Linked DNA regions of Anas platyrhynchos: region 2 is linked to region 1. A link is a contact called in public Hi-C data. All regions are on one chromosome and are shown on one strand. The core of a region is the stretch at or near the end of the contact, and the rest is flanking DNA. Distances in the headings are between cores, read along the strand shown. Region 1 overlaps LOC119715581 (a long non-coding RNA gene). Region 2 holds the start of CCDC71L (coiled-coil domain containing 71 like).

The links. Hi-C and Micro-C count contacts between places; a contact is called where the count stands out from the background.
Region 2: a contact with region 1 is called in a Hi-C map of subcutaneous adipose tissue, with 1.9 times the contacts expected there. The contact joins the promoter of CCDC71L here to the enhancer-like site in region 1. A contact is called at or near these places in 4 of 8 Hi-C or Micro-C datasets (F1 follicle, F5 follicle, liver and 1 more).

The regions. Positions count from the first base shown.
Region 1 is chr1:14,668,823-14,675,909 of IASCAAS_PekinDuck_T2T, reverse strand. All of the region lies in intron 1 of LOC119715581 (a long non-coding RNA gene), which reads left to right. Among named protein-coding and RNA genes, the nearest start is that of NAMPT, 60 kb to the right of the region's middle. Within about 2 kb of position 1,464, at least 4 of the 8 cell types and tissues checked have an H3K27ac peak or open chromatin away from gene starts, as enhancers often do. A contact at or near this core is called in F1 follicle and subcutaneous adipose tissue, where this site is marked.
Region 2 is chr1:14,741,113-14,748,208 of IASCAAS_PekinDuck_T2T, reverse strand. CCDC71L (coiled-coil domain containing 71 like) reads left to right here and starts at 5,305. Exons shown (of 1, transcript XM_027459190.3): 1 at 5,305-7,096. The coding sequence starts at 5,480. The coding sequence ends at 6,337.

The DNA of each region.
Region 1 (7,087 bases), core at 215-2,714:
CAGATGGGTCAGAGGATCAGGAGTCTATGCTAGCACCATGAGGATTTTGCCCTTGCAGACAGGAGGAAGTGCAACAGAAGGAACCATTTTCTCAGTAACTGTATTTACATGAAGTCTGGCTATCCCATCTCAGTCCTGTGCAGTGTGACACCTATACAAGACTGTATTACCCCAACTCCTCCAAATACCTGTTTGCTTCTTAAGATTCTGCCTGTTGTTTTGGAGGGCAGCAAGTGTGCGCTGAGAGCTGTCAAGCCCTTCCCATGCCCAACACGGTGTAATCTCCCCGTCCACACCAGGCTGACACTGCCTGTCATTTCTGCAAATGCAAACCTCTCCCCCTCTGTACGCATCATTGCAGAGGGAACACGCAGCACAGCTCAAAATCCATCCCTGTGTGCGGTGATGTTTCATAGGATGGGTGCTGCAGACTCATTTCTGCAATGTAGCTAACAGACAACAACATATATTACCAACAGAAGTAAGCAAATTTAAAATTAATGAGAAATCCTTTTGCCCCACATAGTTGCAATTTATTTTCTGCTGGTGTGGAGCCCCGAGGACCTCTTTGGGCTTTTCTAGCATCTGCAGTCCCATGGCTGCTGCTCAGGCTTTTTTTTTTTTTTTTTTTTTTTTTTCTTTTCTTATTTTTCTGCCTATCTTGGCACACAGTTTTACAGTGCTTCTCTCCTCCTTGCCTCTCATGCATGAAACCCTTCTGACACAATACACAGCAAACCCTCCAGCACTCATGTGTTTGGGAACGGGAGAAGCACTTGTGTTTCACTGCAAGCTTGTTCCATCTGAGATCCTGAAATGATTTACAATAATTATGCTCATTTTCAGGCACCACTTTTAGGGTTATTTGGCCTAGTCCCTAATTGTATTAACAGTGGGATGGCAGCGGTACTAGACAGTGTCAGCAGTTTCTCCATATGCTTCAAAAAGGATGTTTTTGCTGCAAAGACAAGCACTATGACAGCTGGTTTCTTCCAGTGGTTCTTTTAAGATGCAAGAAAGAGAAGAATTTGTCTTTGAAGACACAAATTTGTCTATATTGTGGCAGAGCTGATGCCCTTGTGACAACAGAGCCCTGACCAGGCACATCACAGCGCAGGAGCTGGCCTGTTTCTGGACAGCACCTCCAGTTGTGCTCACCGTTACAAGCCCAGCTCCCAAGTTCTACAGCCACAGAAAATACTGGAAAATTTTATGTGATGGAATACGTAGCTTGCCTGAGACAGAGCTCTGCGGAGGCTGCTTAGCTCATGTCACATGTTCTCTGCTCTTGCAAGCCCTTTTCTGAATAGGAAGTAAATTAAAAGGAAGTTATTGAGTGCTTTGATGAGAGCTATTTGTAAACCATTTCAATTATTTTTTCCCATCGTGGAAGCTGTGGAAGCCAACACGTGCTCTTTGCGGGGTGTTTGCAATGAGACATGGCCACATCTGTGAAAGGTTCCTGCCTTGGACACGGGTCCTGCCCAGCCGCTGTCAGGAGCAGGCCCAGCTGGCAAGAGCCGGGGCTGGCAAAGCAACCAGAACGTTTGTGTATCTGTTGGTTTGCTTTTGGGTTTGGGTTGGCTCCCCCCACCCCCGACTAAGACAGAAGACTTCTCCAATTAGCCCTGAGTGATTTACGGTTTAGTCATTTCAGCTGAACACTCTAAAAGTCGCTGCAACTGCGACAAAAGCGTTCACTGAGTTTTACAGGAAAATGAGCCTGCCCTCTAGCTGCTGAGCGCACACACTTTAGGCCTTTCTGTATTGCCGTTTCTGCAGGAGGCAGGGGTTCATGCCAGCTTTGCTTCCTCCAGTGCTTCTTGAGTCCTGCTGCTCCTCGCTGAGCCCAGGCCTCCAACTGGGCCCACTGGGTGCCTCGGTGGCCTGACACGGCCACCTGGGGCTTTGGCACAATGACACTGCTTCTCCATCTGCAGGGCAGCAGCTCACGACATGCATTCATCTGCATTGCCTTCACTGCAGTGATGAAACAGATCCTGAAGGGCAGGAATGTTTTTCGCAGGCCTTGCCGTTGTCACTAATTGTAGTGGTTTTGTGTAGTCACAAGGTGGAATACTCCTGGTACATCGCACCTAAGGTCAGCACCTGAATTTAATCCAGGTGTAGGATCAGAACCACATCAAACATGGGTTCAAGTGCCAATTCATATCTGTATATATATACTCTGGCTAAAATCATCTTGAAACATGCTGGAGAAAACAACAGGCTACCTGTGTGTAAGAGGGTCAGTACTCTAAAATTGTAATGCCTCTGAAATGCTAGAAAGGTTTGGCATTTTGGAGTTTTACACAGTGAGAAGACAAATAAATACTTATTCTTACTTGTATATACTGGTGTAGTGACTTGTGGCACTGTACAAACAAACAGTACAAAACAGAGACGGGGCTGTAGATTAAGAAGCCAACAGCCTGAGGCACGTGTTGCTTCAAGAAACAGGGTGCACCTTGAAGACATCTAAGGTTTTGGGACTGAGTAATTAAAAGGACTGCAAGTAAACAGTAACTCAGAGTGTGGCTGGATAGAGAGTTGGCTTAGAAAAAATGAGAAGAGATGGCACCATAAGGATCTTTCCACTGTATTGCCTCACCTTCTGTTGGTTGCTCTGGAGTACATCTAGAAGGTCCAGAATACAAGATCAAGCCCTGAGCATAAAATAATAGAGGGGAAAAAGGAGAAGAAAGCAAGAATGGAAAAGAGGAGAAAGAGGAGCACTTTCCCCCGCTCAGACTGGGCAGAAGCCATATGTAATCTGCCTTGTTTCATTGGCAAATGCTTTTAAGGGTGCTAGCAGGTTTTCTTGTTGACCATGGTGAAGCCTGGCAATGGCCATGTGTAGCAGGAAGATGTGCCAGAGCTGGACAAAAGCTCTTCAGATAATTTATGGCCCCAAACAACCACTTCTGGAGCAGACCAGACATTCACAAACACAAACTTCTCCAAATGGCCTCAAAGGAAATAATGGAAAACCATTTCAAGAAAGTTGGGAGTCTATTTTTAAAAGGTCAGAGAATTTATTTCAGAATAAGGAAACTTAGCTGGCATTTTTAAAATGGATTATCCAGTTTCCCAGCATTTGCAATGAAATGCAAAGAATGAACGTTTGGGGAAAGGCTCCTTCTTTACTGCTGCCGGTGCCTAATGCGGTTGCTGGAGATAATGTGGTTCAGTTCTGGATCCTTTCTTTTCCCCGAGTGTCTTAGAAACCCATCGCCCAAATGGGAGGATGACAAAGCCCTTCCATTAGTAACTGCAAACATGTGCTCTTGACTGTGACAAGCTGGAGTTGGGCTCATCCTAAGTGACCGTGCTGATGGCAGTCCTCCAAGAGGTTTCTGTCAACCTCTTCTGCAGACAGCATTTCACTTAAGGGCTGGCTGAGGCATAGGGGTATTTATTAACATAGTGGTTAGGCTGCCATGCTGAGACATGAGAAAGAGTAATCAAGTTAACTCTTCTGGAGACAAAACATAGTTCTTAGTCAAAACTTCCTCTTCTTGGAGAAATGCCCCAACCACAAGGCTATACATTGAATGTAGGGCACTCAAAGTGTTGAGCTGAACAACAAAGTCCTCCCTGGCCCTTGTAAGAAGTTACTTGGATTTTATCCAACCTGTGAATTTTGCAGCAAGTGTCTGCCATGACTGAATGCTTGGAAGTAAAAAGTACAAGCTCTTCTCCTCCAGGCATTTAGTTAAGTTGGTGAGAGATAGGGGTATGGTGAGCAGCTGAAGGGGCTGGATTCTGGGACAGCTTTCTGAGTGGTGGGCAAACAGGAGAGCCGTAAACTAAGGCCAAGGTAGTGGAAATTTCTTGGGGGGGGGAGGGAGGCCCAGGGTGCAGTGAAGAGCGAGAACTTGCTACAGCTGATGAGAGGAGGCCCTTGGGTGGGCTGTTATTGGGGTCATTTGCAAGGGTGCTGGCGCACCTTGCGGTGTCTGACCACACTTACATGCCAGTACATTTGTGCACCATGCATACCAGCATTGTGCCTAAACTTGCTTCTTCACCAGCAAGGTGAGAAATAGCTAACTGGCAAAAGCAGTGAGTCTAAAATCATGTTTAATAAGGAATTTCCCACTTCAGAAGCCACTAGGTGGCATATGAGGTGTAGCAGAAGTGAAGCACGGTAGCTGCCGGCAGAACAAGCTCCCCAGCAGGCAGGCATGGTTAGAGGGGCCGACACCTGTCCCGAGCACAATTGTGCAAAAGTCATCTCGTTGCAGTAATTCAGTATTCCAAAACGTCACAAATGTGTGGGAGGTTTTTCTTTTTTCTGTATATATATAAAGAAAAAAAAAATGTAGACCTTGGCAGGCCAAGTGTGAGCTGTTGTAGCAGCTATCAGTTACCTCTCACTGTGTTTTCACTTAGAATTTATACAGTCTTATTTCACATGAACATTCACTGGCTAGGAATTTATCTTGAGCTCAATATATTTCATAAAGGTCACTGAACTGTCACCATTAGTCTGCTGCTGCAGGGGACAGTTTCGAAGCAGTTGCCCAGCTCTGTCACCTCTACTGTGTATTGAATCAATTTGGACATTTTCTTAGATATTTTTAATATACTTTTTTATTGAACAAATGCCAACAAATATCCAGGGCAAACCTATCTGACTGCTCAGGGCTAGCTATTTCTAGCGATAGGTCACAAATACATCTTTGTTTCTAATAGCTGAAAGCATCTCCTACACTGTGCTTTTGATTCATTCCTCCAGAGGAATTTGCAAATAATGCCACAGAAGGCTCTTAAATTCCCCCAGTGAAACGCTGACATACGCCTGCTTGGAAATAATCCTCTGAATCCTGGCCCTCTGAATCACTGCGTGACAGCACAGAGTGATATTTTCTCCCAGCTTGCAGGCATATTGTCATTTGGAAGACAAAACTTGGTTAATCAACTTATGGAATAGCATGTCAAATTATATGAATATTAAGGATCACCTCCACAAAAATGTGGAAGTAGAAGTAGCCTTCACTGTATGCAGAAAGCTACGTGGAACCTACTAAGGGGTCCTGTATCCGGGAAGAAAGAGGAAGAGAGATATTTTAAAAGACAAAGATGGAGATTAGACACATGACTTCTACATGTGACATACTTTGTACAGCCACCATGAAAACTGCTGGCTGGACTTGTGAAAGGTGAGGGCAGGGACAAGCTCCCACGCTATTGCTTGCAATGATAACTCAGGCCCTAATTTGATTATGAATGATGGGACCCGTTATTAGCCCTAGAGATGGCTTCCGGCGTTTGTATTTCTGCCCCAGCCAGTATGTGGGTAGGGTTGGCTGGATGGTGGCCACAGATGTCAAGGTCCGTCAGGATTGTATGCTTTCTGCCACTTGAAATCTTGAGAGGATTGATAAATAAAGCAACATTTTAGGAGTTTTAGGAAAGATTTGCTGGATTGAACACGTGCTTTTTCAGCAGAAACACCACCTAGGGCTTTTCAGAGCAAACTAAAGTGGTTCCTGTTGCAATCTCAGCATTAGCTGTCAAAACATCCCTCTTGGTGGCTCTCTTGCTCCTGTGGTATGTAAGGTCTGTGTGAGAATGGCTTTAGGCTCCGCAGTTCAGAAAAACCTGCAGAACTAAGCAAAAAAGATTGACAGAATACAGCCTCTTAAAACAAACAAACAAACAAACCACCAAACCAAACCAAACCAAACCAAACCAAACCAAACCAAACAAACAAACAATAAAAACAACAAGACAATCCAAACCCAAACAAACAAGTTATTTAGTAATTTCTGGGTTATTTTTTCCCTTCTGTCTAAGACTCAGGCTATAACGATCGGAACAGGGGAGCTCTATACATTTTACTGTTTTGAAGCTCTGTTGTGTGGGAGCACTGCTAGACCTATCCTGTGTTACTTAGAATAACAATAAGTAAACCTGAGTAAAAATTTTGAGGGAGTATTGAATTTACTAGGAAGCTCAACCTGCCTGTCTCTGATTATCGTTGTCTCCTGTGCTCTACCTACTTCTGGCATAGTGCCCTCTTCCTTGCTTTTGCCAAGTGCTTCAGCTTATTTCCAGCTCTGTGAACAAGTGCTTCCCCAGCTGAGGTCCCAGATGATGAGCGTGCCCTTGGCATTTAAGTTCATATAAATGAAAGGACAGCTCACTCACCAACTGGTGTCCCAGACCGTGCAATAAGAAGTAGGTTAACTCTGTACTGCCTAAAGTAGAAGGTGGTTTACTCTTCAATGCATTTACTTTTGACATGCTGAGGTGGCATGCTGTAGCCACACAGGTAGAAAGACCTTCCTGTAGCAAGGACAGGTCTTGTGGTAGAGACCCCATGAGCAACACCCAGATGGAGAAGGGTTTGCTATCCCACAGGTGTCAGAGAAATCAGAGATGTCCATTGTCATATTTGGGGATGAGCCCAGGCTCCTGGGGCTTTGCTGTTTAATAGGAAGGCCACAGAAATCTTTCTCATCTCCATAATAACCTAGAGGTCACTAAAAAGACATTTATGGGCAATGACATACCAAGCATCAGTCCCTGCTCTGACATGGTTTGAGGCCAGTGCTCACCACCTTTTTGCCTGCAGCCAGCATGATTGGATAAGGCATGAGGGGGATCCTTTTCTCTTAGGAGAGCAGTTCCACCTTGTTCTAGTTAAAGGTTGTTTGCTGGAAGCTCAGCCTTGCTTTCCTGCCACCTGACTGCTATCCTACCTGAAGGCTGTTTGCTCTCCCAGGACTGGGGATGGTCTCTCTCAGGGCAGAGATTGTGTGCCCACATTTCTGTAGCATTGTGGCCTTATGTTGGTTGCCTGGACTGATAAGTTCAAGTTTTTGACATTTGTCCTCTGATGATGAGCTGTTTCAGTTCCCAGTAGTGTCGCCTTCAGTTGGGTTTTGACAGCAAAACAGGGTATTGGCTGGGCATTAGCAGATGAATTTGGACTAGGGAAGGAACCTTGAAACCACTTTCCTCTTTGTTATATACTCTGGGATCTACACCACCCCGCTGATCATAAGGAAGGTTGCTGCAAAGGACTAACTGGTACCTCAGGTCTGAGCTGTGGCCATATCAAACCTGATCTGTTCTA
Region 2 (7,096 bases), core at 4,056-6,555, 68 kb before region 1:
TCTGGGTTACCTGGTCTAATGTGCAATCACCCTTACAGCAAAGACCTTTATTTCTTACGTTGCTGTGCAGTCAGCTGACATCCTTTGACAGCTCCTTTACCCGTGGAACAGCGGAACATCTCCTGTGAGTTAAAAGACCACCTCCTGCTGTTCTAGCCTCAGTGGGAGGCCCCAGGCACTCCCTGCAGCCTGCCACCTGCACAGCTGCATCCTCCCACTGAAGCTCCATCTGGAAGTTGGCCTAGGATAAAATGAGTGGGAACAGAAAGTGGAATAGTGAAATACGTAGTCCTAAATAATCTCATTTATGGAAACATTTATTCTAGAAAAAGATTTTTATTTTTTTTCCCCCTCCTGATCTAGCATACGTAATTTCCACAAGCTGCATGCTGTATCTACACTGCTTCCCCCATTTCATTTCCCAGCCTACCAGCTTAATCGGTGAAGGCAATACAGTGCAGCTACCATGATGTCTCTCAGTTGGCATTGGTTTTCCACACACGGCACCATAGTTTAAGAACTGCTACCTTGTCTATTATAAAGCTAAGATCAGGTGAATCACTTTAGACATAGAAAAGACAGCAGATTTGGGAATACACACAAAGCCAACATGATTGATTAAGCAGATGGCTAAGTTGGACTGAAGGGAATAAGAAAAAAAAAAAAAATATATATATATATATATATATAAAGATGGAATAAAAACAGGATTAGCAAGAAAATTTTTCACTTTGGATATATAAATCACAAACTTTCTAACATTTTAGACTAAGAGAGCATTACTGACCCTCAAGACTGCAGTGACCATCAGCCCTGCTATTATCAGCATTCGTTAATAGCAGGACAATGATATGTGACACATGGTTCATATGGTTACGTGCACCACATACAGATTACTTTCCAGAATGCAGAAACAAATGTTAAACGGCATCTGCTGAAATATCTTCTAGGAGAGCTTTCTGTATCACAGAGCATGCTTCTTTGTGCATTTTTATGTTTACTATTGCTTGAGGGGTTTTTTGAATGTATCAAAGTCTTCTGCTAAAATATGTTTGACATTTTTTCCTCTTCCAAACATTATTGCCAAAGAATGCTATTAAAATAAAATGCTTATTTAAAAAAAAAAATCCTTTCTTCCCCTCTGCGTATAGTCAGTCACTATTTTGAAAGAGTCTTTACTGAGGCTATGAAGAAAAGAGAAAAACGAAGATGCAATAATCAGAACTAGCGGAATACACTTTACCTCAGGCTCCATCTTTGCTGGGTTTCTGCCCTAGCTGTTGATGGGCTCTGTAACCTCTGTACCCTTTTCTCTACGAATGCTTCATAGCTTTGCAGTTCTGTAATATGTTCTTCCACTCATGTTCACCACTTCAAATGGCGAACTCTGTAATGTCTGCAACCCCTTCTCATCTTTACGTTCAGTATGGGGGCACATGTTTCCATGTTGGCACTCAAAAATTTGCTGGAAAAATGAACTCCACGGAGGAATTGTAAGTCATCTGAAAAAAAGTACTTCTTTTAGGTCATTTAAAAATTCTTGCTCCATAACTTCATGTGCTCCCCTTTCATTCTCGGTTATGAAAACTAAGACATAATCATTTCCTATCTGCCTTCTTTGTACCATCACAGTTTCATAAACCGTTAACATATTCCTCCTCAGCCATCTGTTTTTCAAACTGAAGAGCCTCAGCTTATTTAATCTCTCTTCATACAGAAGGTGTTCCAAATTCCTGCTTATCCTAGTCACCCTTCTTTGTATCACTACTATATCCTTTTAGAGACAGTAGGACTAGAAATGCATGGTATCCAAGATCTGTGGAGGCACAATGGACATATTCAGCAGAATGCCGTTTCTATTTTGCTTTCTTTCATTTCCTTTCATAGCATTTCCTAACATCTTATTTCCCTTTTTGACTGCCACTACATTAGCAGTTTCTTAAAAAATATAGACAGTGACTCCCCTTCCCTCCCCCCCCCCCCCCTCTATTTTCTGAATAACTGATTGAAAGACTATTATTGCAAATTATTTGCTTTTGCCTCTCACTAAAAGTACATCAGGAATTTTGCCAGTACTTGTCTGGGCACAACTCAGACCAAGGAACTTGATGACTGTTGGGTAACATCTGAAGCTTAGCTTCAAATATATGTAGAGTCATGCTTGCAGTGTCACCCAAGGTCTCCTGAAAGTGTGCTAAAGACATTCAGGGAACAATGTGACTGAAGCAGTCTGCTAGTTAATGCAACCTCTCAACAGCAGAGGAAAATATAGTGAAAAAGGGTGATTATTTTTAAGGGTGTCAGACAGTAAAAGACTGTCCTTGCTAACCTAAGTAGAACAAAATGAGTTTGCTAGAGGAAAAGCCCCAGCAACAGAAGTGGTGTGACTTAATATCCCGGACATTAGGGCTATTGAGCACGTCTCAAAACTCAGTGTGACCATATGTACAGATAACAATTTAATATTTACCATCAGTTCTTGGCACTAGGCAGGAATTATTTAAGAAATACAATGTCAATGCAGTAGTGTGTCATTAATACTTCATTCCCTTTCTTTAGAATTCTATAAAGAAATTCTAATAAATGGAACAAAGATTACCAGATTTTTTTTCTTCTGTTTCAGTGTAGATATTCACTACATTTTTTAGAAAGGTTGTTAGAAATTAAGGAGATCTACAGAAAATAAAGGCATTGTGTCCATATACCTTAGTCAACTCATTTTAATCCACTTCTTCATTCTATTCATCTGGTATCGAAAGGCAATATTTACTTACATAACTCAGGAGTGCTGTGAGTGATAATTAATGCTTATAGGAAGTGGTATGATTGAAATGAAGATGTACTTCCAAAGCATTATTAATTTTATTATCATCATTATTACTCTACTGGGCTATTGTAAATTACTGAAAGAGCCAATTACCATGGATTTTCCCAAGATGACTTCGTAAGGTATTAAAAGGAGAATGTTACACTGCAGAAAACTACAATGAAGTTGTAAAGCTGAGATTACAGTCTATGCTGTACAATGGTGTCATCCATGCTGGAAGCAAAAAAAAAGTCAAAATAATTTGTAAGTGCCAATTAAAACAAAAATGTACTAATCTGTCCTTTACCTTGTGGATACAGTGACTCCTTTACTGCTGGCTGAAAAGTTCCCACCTCCACCGCAATGACATTTAACTCATATGCCAGAAATGTTTGTAATTTCAGAAAAAAAGGTCATGGTCATGATTATAAGCAACTGGGTTTCTGAAGTTTAATGAGGACCCACTTATCAACTGAGCTGCTGAATATGATGGTGAGGAAGCTCCCACCGCTGAGAACATGAGCACAGGTCAGCTCCTGTGGTCCAGCTGGCAATGAGACTTGGCTGCCCCATGGCTGGAAGCAGGCATGTGTGCAGAGTGTGACGAACTGCAGCACAGCTGGATCAAGAGATGCCTGGCAATAAGGCTTCCAGCTATGGGTTCTTATCCTCTGTGTTATAGGATACCTTCCTCAGGTAAAGCAATCTGCCTGCATCACTGTGCTCTAAAGTGTGCTGTGAAATGAATCCAATTAAAATCTGCACTAACAACATTGTTTGGGGAAAGAGAGTTTTTGAAAATAGAGATCATTTATAAAGCTGGTTTGGAATATGGCTAAACCTCGAGATTGTCCCCATGAAGATTTAAAACAGTTTTGTTAATACTCACTTTAATTGGTTATTTGGATTAATATTCTTGAATTTCCCATGAACACAAACCAAATTATACTGTGAAGAAAATTCACTTATTTCCACTGGCAGTAAGAAATAATTTCTTATGCATAATTTCTGCCTCTTATTTGAGAAGCTTCCTAGACATTCCAATTTAGGTTCTTGATGAGTTGAGAATAAAAGATTTCCCTATTCTAAACTGAAAGATTAATTACAGAACAAAGACTGCATATGAAGAAAAATAATGTTATTCCTCAGCCCGTACTGACGCTTAGAGAAAGTAATTAGTTAGGAGTCTAATCAAACCCCAAGTAGGGTTTGTAGGGAAGGTTAAACCATCTCAGGTCTTGCTGACACTTTGCTGTTCTGGGTGCTGGAAAGCTTTGATTTAACTGAAACAATCCAAGAACCTGAGAAGATACTCTTCCTGTGACAGCAATCTCCGAATTATCGGAAAGCGTGGTCTAGAGGGACAAGGGGACTTATGGCAGCTGACGAAGTTGTCCTATAAAGCTGCAAGCATGGCAGTGTCATGCAGGACAAGAAGGCAGTGTGTACTCATTGAGCTGATGATGCTCATAAAGGGCTCAACTAATGCAAAGACTAATTTGTTTGGGACTTCCTTACAGGACTGCTTTGCTGGGATATGAAGCCAATCCCAATGACGCTGTGAACATTTCAATGTCTTGATGCTGTTGTTGAGTTACTGACCAATGTGTTGACGTTAAAAAGCCCTTCTGCAGGATCAGGATGGTTGTACTCAAACATTGCATGGCGGACTTCATCGTATCATGCCTGGTCACCCATTTTGGGTCAGGCTGGATGTTGGGAAGATGTTCTTTAAGTGTGGTTGTAGAGTGCAACAGGCATCCTGAAGAGGTGGTTGATGTCCTGTGCCTGTCATTGCCCAAAAGGCGGCTGGATAATGCCCCCAACAATACACTTTATTTGGTTTAGTTACTTTAGAAACTTTAGTTACTTTATTTATTGTTTAGCCCAGAAGTGGTCATGCAGGTGGACTTGGTGATCATCGTAGGGCCTTTTCAACTCAACTATGGGATTCTATTCCACGCTGTTGTTTGACTCAGCCTTTGCTCAAGCTCTGGGGCAAGCCCACCCTTCGAAGCCTCTACCCCTTGTGTGCAGCGCCTCGCCCTTACGGCATGGAGGTCGTGTGAGGCCCGCCAGACCCCGCCACCACCGCTGGCCGATGGCGACCAGGGTGACACAACCTCCGAGCACCAAGCTGCCGGGAGCTGTCCCCTGAGGCAAGCAAGATGCCGCCAGCCGGGCACATGGCAGCACATGGCGACATGAGGGACCCGCCCGCGCCCCGGCGCTGCCCCTCAGGGCACGCCCTGCCCCGGGAGCCCTCCACCACCGCGGGGGCGAGTCCTGCCCTCGGGGACGAAGCCCCCCTCAGCACTCCGAGGGGTCTCCACCTCGCTCCCCTCATCGAGGAGCACCCGGAGCCCCCCGAGGGCCGCTCGCAGCGGGCTGAGGGCGGTGTTTGGGGCCGCCGCCACGCGTTTCAAACGGGCCAACCGCCGGGCGCGGAGGGAGGGCGGGCCGCGGCGCAGTCCCCGCCTGGGACTTTAAAGCGCCATTTTGTGCCGGGCGGCCGCGATCGATCGGCGCTCCCAGCCGGCGGGCGGGCGGTGGCGGAGGAGCGGCGGGCGCCCGGCTGGCGGAGCGGCGCCCGTCCTCTCTTCGCCTCCCCGCGCCTCCTTCGCGCTCCCCCCCCCCTCTTTTTTTTTTTTTTTTCCTCGCCCCTCCGCCTCCATGACCCGCAGTCGGAAGCAGGCGGCGCTGGAGAGAGGAGCCGGGAGGATGAACCACGAAGCGGGGAGCGCCGCGGAGGGGGCCCGGGAGGAGGTGGCGGTGGAGGCGGCGGCGGGGGCAGCAGCGGCAGCGGCGGCAGCAGCCGATGGTGGCGGAGCGGCGGCGGCCGCTTGGGGGCTGCAAGGGGAGGCGGAGAAAGTTGTGTACTCGCGGTCGCAGGTCTCCTTCGCCGGCACCAAGGCGCTGAGCGACGCCCTGAAGCTCTTCATGCCCAAGTCCACCGAGTTCATGAGCTCCGACTCGGAGCTCTGGAACTTCCTCTGCAGCCTCAAGCACGAGTTCTCCCCGGTCATCCTCCGCAGCAAGGACGTCTACGGCTACGCCTCCTGCCGCGCCGTCGTCCCCGACCCGCCGCCGCCCTCCTCCGAGCGGCCCCGCCGCCGCCCCGGCAAGCGGCGCCTCCCGGCAGCCGCCGCCGCCAAGCGCCGGGCCGTGGCCGCGGGGGGCAGCGCCAAGCGGCGGCGGAGGCGGCGGCGACGCAGGAGGGGACGGGGGTGGCAGCGCCAAGCGGCGGCGGTGCCGGGCGAGAAGGAGGAGAAGGAGGAGGAGGAGGAGGAGGACAGCGAGCGGGGCGCCCCGGCGCAGGGGCCGGCTTGGGAGCCGTTCGGCGGCCGGTCGCTGGAGGAGATCTGGCAGGCGGCCACCCCCCGCCTCACCTCCTTCCCCACCATCCGGGTGCGGGGCAGCGTGTGGAGCCGGCGGAGCCTGGCGGCGGCGCTGCGGCGGGCGCAGCGGATCCTCGGCGTGGACCTGGCCCCCGTGGTGCGGGTGCGCCGCCTGCCCGTGGCGCCGTCGTGAGGCCGCGGCCGCCGCCCGGCTCTGCCCCGCCGCGGACAAAGAGACCGATATCAGTCACCTGTTTACATTGCTTTCGTCTGGATCATGTCCTTCTGCTGCACTTTACGGCTCGCTCGGACTCGGGACGGGGCGCCGGGACCCCCACCACGACCCCCTTTCCTCTTCCCCCCCCCCCCCCCCCCCCCGGTACCGGGGGCAGCCTGCGGGGCTCCGGCCTCTTGCAGGCTCCGCGCGTGGGGACCAAGTTCCGCTTCCACTTCTCCCCCTTCGGGCTACCTCACTGGTCCAGAAGTCCACCCAAGAAGTTATTTTCCAAAGGAACTTTTCTTTCATGCTTGTATAATAAAGCACCATCCGATTCTCGCTGTCCCCCCCCTCCCTCCCCTTTTCCGACGGATTATGTATGCTTTGTGGTGTTGCACTAGTATGTGCTCAGGGTATTTTGAATCCCAAGCATTCCCAAGTTTCAGTTTACTCTGATCAAGGATGCGTAAAGAATGGAGGTTCAGGACTTGTGGCTGTTCTTGATGGTGCAAAAAAAAAAAAAAAAAAAAAAAAAACCAACAAAAAAACCTTTTTTTTTTCAATTTCATGGGCTTAGTGATATATAAAGATGTATTGCGCAGTATAATTGTTACACTTTTGTATCTAAAGTCATTTTTAAAGTTTTCTAGTTGAACTAAGTATTTGTTTCTATTGAGCACCTAAAGATAGAATCATCCTGATATTTTATAAACCTGTTTACTTTAGGGAAGCTCA